Linked DNA regions of Sus scrofa: region 2 is linked to region 1. A link is a contact called in public HiChIP or PLAC-seq data. All regions are on one chromosome and are shown on one strand. Each heading gives the region's core, a stretch centred on a gene start, on an enhancer-like site or on the middle of the called end of the contact. The rest is flanking DNA. Distances are from core to core; before and after follow the strand shown. Region 1 has its middle 22 kb from the start of TNFAIP3. Region 2 overlaps LOC106508840.

What was found. HiChIP or PLAC-seq counts read pairs in DNA pulled down with a chosen protein or histone mark.
Region 2: an H3K27ac HiChIP or PLAC-seq map of alveolar macrophages shows a contact between it and region 1. The contact joins two enhancer-like sites. A contact is called at or near these places in 1 of 5 promoter capture datasets (fetal skeletal muscle) and 1 of 2 datasets of contacts at active chromatin or transcription factors (alveolar macrophages).

Annotation. Positions count from the first base shown.
Region 1 is chr1:26,462,213-26,465,131 of Sscrofa11.1, reverse strand. No RefSeq gene overlaps it. Among named protein-coding and RNA genes, the nearest start is that of TNFAIP3, 22 kb to the left of the region's middle. Within about 2 kb of position 1,406, at least 8 of the 83 cell types and tissues checked have an H3K27ac peak or open chromatin away from gene starts, as enhancers often do. A contact at or near this core is called in alveolar macrophages, where this site is marked.
Region 2 is chr1:26,642,500-26,645,418 of Sscrofa11.1, reverse strand. All of the region lies in intron 3 of LOC106508840, which reads right to left. Among named protein-coding and RNA genes, the nearest start is that of OLIG3, 160 kb to the left of the region's middle. Within about 2 kb of position 1,403, at least 25 of the 83 cell types and tissues checked have an H3K27ac peak or open chromatin away from gene starts, as enhancers often do. A contact at or near this core is called in alveolar macrophages, where this site is marked.

The DNA.
Region 1 (2,919 bases), core at 157-2,656:
ATATTCAAGTAATTTACCCATAGCTTCAGTGACATGCACTTGATGGATAGGATCATAAGAACTTGTGATGTCAAACTCCAATGCAGAGATTTCCCAAAGGAAGTAGGAAGGAAATGAAGTGACCTCTTACTGCTGCTCTGGGTACCAAGACCCAAATTCTCCTCCTCTGAGGAGAGCAGTGTCCAAACACCTTTCAGCCTCAACCACATCTGGGGTCTCTTCATTCCTTTGTAAGTGAGCAGCTTCGGGCACCTTCCAGAGTGTGCTATCATGGGCTGGAGAATATTAATTGTGAATTTTCACAACAGCCAACACATGGAAACAACCTAAATGTCCATCAACAGATGAGTGGATCAAGAAGATGTGTTTTATATACACAGTAGAATACTACTCAGTCATTAAAAAGAACAAACTGCCATTTGCAGCAATATAGATGCAACTAGAGATTCTCATACTAAGTGAAGTAAGTCAGAAAGACAAATACTATATGATATCACTTATATGTGTAATGTAAAATATGGCACAAATGAACCTATCTATAAGCAAAGACAGATTTATAAGCAAAGACAGATTCACAGACATAGAGAACAGACTTGTGGTTGTCAAAGCAGAGGGGGAAGGGAGTGAGATGGATGGAGAGTTCGGGGTTAGTAGATGAAAATTATTACATTTAGAATGGGTAAGCAATGAGGTCCTGCTGCACAGCACAGAGAACTCTATTCAGTCTCTTGGGATAGACCACGATGGAAGATAATATGAGAAAAGGAATGTATATATGTGCATATGACTGAGTCACTTTGCTGTACAGCAGAAACTGGCACAACATTGTAAATAAACTATACTTTAATAAAAAAATCAAGATACCCACAAATAATAATAACAATAACAGTGAATTTCCAAGGATCCCATAGAATCATGCTCCAAGGATTCTCTCATTCTCTGCCGGGGGAGACAGCCATTCCATACAATGGTCCACATAGCTGAGCTGTCAATACAGTAATTCAGCCTCCCCAGGTTAGAGCATCCTGAGAGGTCTTAGCACGCAGAGGTGATTTTACTGGAAGAGTTCCTGGAAGAGTTCACACTGCCTGTCAGTGGGACGCTCACCCACTAGAATCCTGCCCACTAGAAATCTATCTTCAGTGGCTGCCATCCATTGTTGGTGGAAGGCTGAAGAACTGGAGCCAATAGGACATGTCAGAGGCCTCAGCCCCACTACTGGTGAACCAGATGTCCTCTGGGTGTATACTTTGCTTTAGGTAAGGCTTTCACAGTTTTGAAAACCCAGAAAGCAGAGCAGGGGGTGGAAATGGCGTTTATTTAGCAGACCCTTATCTTAGACATGCACAGGCCAGGAAAAGTCAGCCCAGTGCCCTGGAGTTCCCGCCCAGTCTGTGGATTATTGGGGGCACTTCCCGGAAGGCTCAGGTGCTACAGATGCCTTGCAAGGCCACAGGGGAAAAACTCTCAGGGCTCTTCTGATGCCCAAGGGGCCGCGCTGTCAGCTCCTCAGTCACACGAGGTTTCTCATTCCAGGCTGAGATAAGGCAGTTACATTGAAACTATTGCATCACCTTGCTGCAGTCATGCATGATTAAATAGATATGCTGGAAAGAGAGGGGAAGGGGGCTGATTACAGAGTTGAAGGAGTGTCATTTATGGTAAAAAGACCTTTTTCCTTCCGTTCATAGTAAAATCAATCACGGGTGGGGGTAATTGATACAACATGCTTTGAGTGTTGGTTTGATCTCGCCATTTCTAAGCAGTGTTTCCCATTCTTTTCTCCTCTTGCTTTTTTCTTAAGCAACCTTAAAGAAACCTAAATAAAGTTTGGGCCGAGGGCGGATGAAGGGGACATGGAGTATGATAGTCACTTTTGTTCCAGTGTTAATTTTCAAAAACTCCGGATGGCTAATACTGAAAGCCAGTGCAGAGCGCGCAGAGTTAAAGAACTCGCCGCCACCTCTCCTCCGGGCTGCAGCGCTGAATCACACACAGGGGAAGGAAAGTCTGTCTCACAGAATTATTAATTCACTACTGTGATTTCTTTCTCTGTTGCTAAAGGGGAGCTGGGGGAGGGGGTGTGGTAAGTCGAGTGGGCAGCCAGGAAATGTGACATTTGCCTTCGTTCCTTGTGATTGGAGGAAATTCTGTCTTCTTTGGGTTCAGAAATTTTTAGCACTGTAACTTTTTTGTTGTTGTTTAAATGTTTGACTTCTCTCAGTGGAAGCTACCCCAAGCCCATCTCTCTGGGGCTATATATATACAAACTTTATTAAATAATGTCATCCAGATGGAGGGCTGCACAGAACGTCCTAACTCCTCAGGTAAATACATGTGTAATTCTTGTGTAGAATTCTTCAGTCAAGTCTGCTCAGACCTGTTACCGTCAGTCTCCTCTTTGACCTTCACCTCACTTTTCCACTGTATCTTCTTTCAATGAGAAGTGGTCATAATTATGAATGATCTCCAACGTTTGCTGTCTGAAGACCCAGAGTCACTAAGAAGGAATCAAGCCTAAGATGCTGGACGAAGAGCAAGTGACATGTAAATAAATATCCCTTGCAATATAGGTGGTGAGAAAGTTGAGATGATGTGCAGCAACTATTTTGAGTTATTTATATGACATATTTCCTCATATTTAGGAGCCATATGCTAAATAATGCAGGACTAATTTAATATAACCTCAGGACACTTCATTTCAAAAGACTGACTGTAATTTCTGCTTATCTTTTAAAGACCTTTCCGCTATTGTAGTATGCTATTTAAATCATGAAAGAAAGAAAGAAAGAAAGAAAGAAAGAAAGAAAGAAAGAAAGAAAGAAAGAAAAGAAAGAAAGAAAGAAAAATAAATCAAACCACATATCTTACATCCTTATTATATGGCCCTCCATGGGCTGGGCTTTTAAAAATCTCGTT
Region 2 (2,919 bases), core at 154-2,653, 180 kb before region 1:
CCTAACCCTGAGCTTTTCTGGCTTTGAGTATCTGCTCCTGTTAGAATAAGGCCACTTCTCTGCTGCCTGGGTTTAGCACATACAATCCCTCATCTAAAGCATTCTGGGTAGTTAAATAAAGCCAGGGTAGTGAGGCAGTCCCAACAGATTTTCCTCCTAAGTTCATTCCCTCCTAGTGCCCACTGCCAACCTCCTCACTCCAGTCATACTGGCTTCCTCCATCAATTCAGGAACACTCTTGCCTCAGGGCCCTTGCACAAGCTGCTTGCTCCCCTTGCCTGGAATTCTCCCCACATCCACATGGCTAACGCCTTCATACACTGCAAGTCTCTGCTCAGATACCAGCTTCCCCACAGGCATACCCTACCCACCCAACTCAAAATTACAACCTACCCTTCACACACCTTCCTTACCCCATTCCCTGCAACCTTTTTTTTCTACAGGACTCATCACTATTTCCAATGCCATATATTATTAATTACATATATATATTTAATTAATTCATTGTTTATCGCTCCTCACCTGACCATCTGAGTATATACTTGAGGTTCGGAATGCTTTGTTCACTGATGAATCCCAGATTGAATAGAGTGCTCAGCATAGATAGATAGATAGATAGATAGACAGACAGACATTCTGCTTTAAATTTGTGTGCCATGGGTATTTATTCCATTGCTAGTGGGCTTTATAAATTAATGTCTAAATAAGTCTTACAATTATATAATTAATAATACAAATTGCACTGAATTTGTCCACTAAAAATGATTATCTTTTTCAGTGCAAACATTTTATTATTATTATTATTATTTGTCTTTTTGTCTTTCTAGGGCTGTACCTGCAGCATATGGAGGTTCCCAGGCTAGGGGTCGAAGCAGAGCTGTAGCTGCTGGCCTACACCACAGCCACAGCAACTTGGGATCTAAGCTGCGTCTGAGACCTACACTACAGCTCATGGCAATGCCAGATCCTTAACCCACTGAGTAAGGCCAAGGATCGAACCTACATCCTCGATGATACTAGTCGGGTTCATTAACCATTGAGCCACCACAGGAACTCCAGTGCAAACATTTTAGATATACAATTTTGTTAACTCTCCTTGGGCCTGCCGTTTTTTAAAATGAACAAGGATGGAAGCCAGCAGAGCTTCCATGTCCGTGTCCCTCACTAATAAATAAACCCAGAGGGCTACCCGCAGTGGTGTAGCATTTAGAATCAACAAGCTTCCAAACAGGGTGGGACTATTTTGTTTTGTTTTAAAGCTGCCCTTTGCACATAACATATGGTTATCTTAAGAGACCAATGAAGCAATCAGGGAGATCTGAAGCCTGGGAACAGTGTGTTCTTTGAAATCCCTCTGACAGCAGCAGACAGTCCCTCCTTCTCTCAAAGCATCCTGAAGGGGAAGTATGTCGGCTTGGACAGTAATGAGACAGGGTGGGAATTCCCCCTTCCCTTTGGTCTGCTTTACAGACAAGCTTCATGAGGGTGAAAGATGGGTCATTTCCATCCACAGATGCTTTAACTTGAAGCCAAGGCTGCCTGGGAAATAAAATATTGGCGCATGAGTGAAGCAAACTTTCATTCCCTCCAAAACAGAATTTTTATAAAAACAAGGGGCATTCAAAATTGCCGACATTTAAACACTGCTGTTTCATAGTGTCACCGATAGATGGCAGCACGCGATCCACCTTTCTTCAACAAGGAGTAGCTTTAACACTGCTTGTCCCCTCGAATGTCCACTGCTTAGTTCTTCAGCTCATCTGAATCTCTCCGTGTAATCAGACAGCAATTTAGATGTACAATAAAATCTTGGGTGTCCCCCCTCCTCCCTGTCTAGATTAAGCTTTTTGGTGACCTCAAACCATAATCAAGCCAACTGTGGTTCTGTGACCTGGAAAAAACAGCGAGGAAATGAAAAACAAACAAAACAAAAAAAACCATACCTTGAGATTTTCAAGGGAGAATGAGATCACGGCAAACAAGCAATTAGAAAAGTAAACTGGGAGCTAGTTATGTTCAGAAGTGTCGAAAGGCAGAGGGGGCAGTTTTTGTGACTTGCCTTTTTAGGATCGCTATATCCAAACACAGAGAGCTGTATCATGAACGCTCATATAGGAGCGATGTCTATGTAGCTGACCACTGCAGTTCCTTCCAGTTCCAAACATTTCTCATCTGTGACCAAAAAAGTTCCAGAGGATAAGTTTTGAATAGAATAAACTTATTTTCCCTAGAAAATACTTCCCTATCAAATACTATCTTTGGCCAGTATTTTAAAAACAAACCAAAAAACCTTCATGTAAACCAAAATATTTAACAGAAAGAAAATCAAAACCTAGTGGACCTGCCCACTAGAACAGTGTACTTTAAACTACAGGTCACAATTGATTGCTGTTTTGGTAACTATGTAGGCCATGACAAGCATTGTAGAATATATTACAATACAATACAATATGCTACTATACAATGCAATATATTAAAGTGCATCCCTGTGTAGAGGGTTTTAAAGTAAAATTTCTTGCTCTGAGTCATGGCCAAAGAAAACTTGGAAAACTCAACCTGCTTTCAACCTGTGTATTTTCTAAAGTCCAAAGCGAATAAGCCCCACGATCAAAAAATCAAATTTAACAAATAGAATTTAGGGCGAATCTTGAGTGGCATCAAACACCAAGTTAAATTAAAGCCCTCCTCAACCACTGGTATGCAATTACAGAGAATTAGACCTTTTATCGTCATCATTATCCATATATCCACGATTTTCCAAAACAATTTCATTTTGGAAAAATCTAGCCACAGGGTTAAACTGCTAGGCCAGAAGTCAAAACTTAAATGTCTAAATTAGCTGGTCAGGTAAAACAAATGAGTGAATCAGGTCAGGAGCAGCAAGGGATTGATTTTGGATTTTATGGGAAATATGCAATT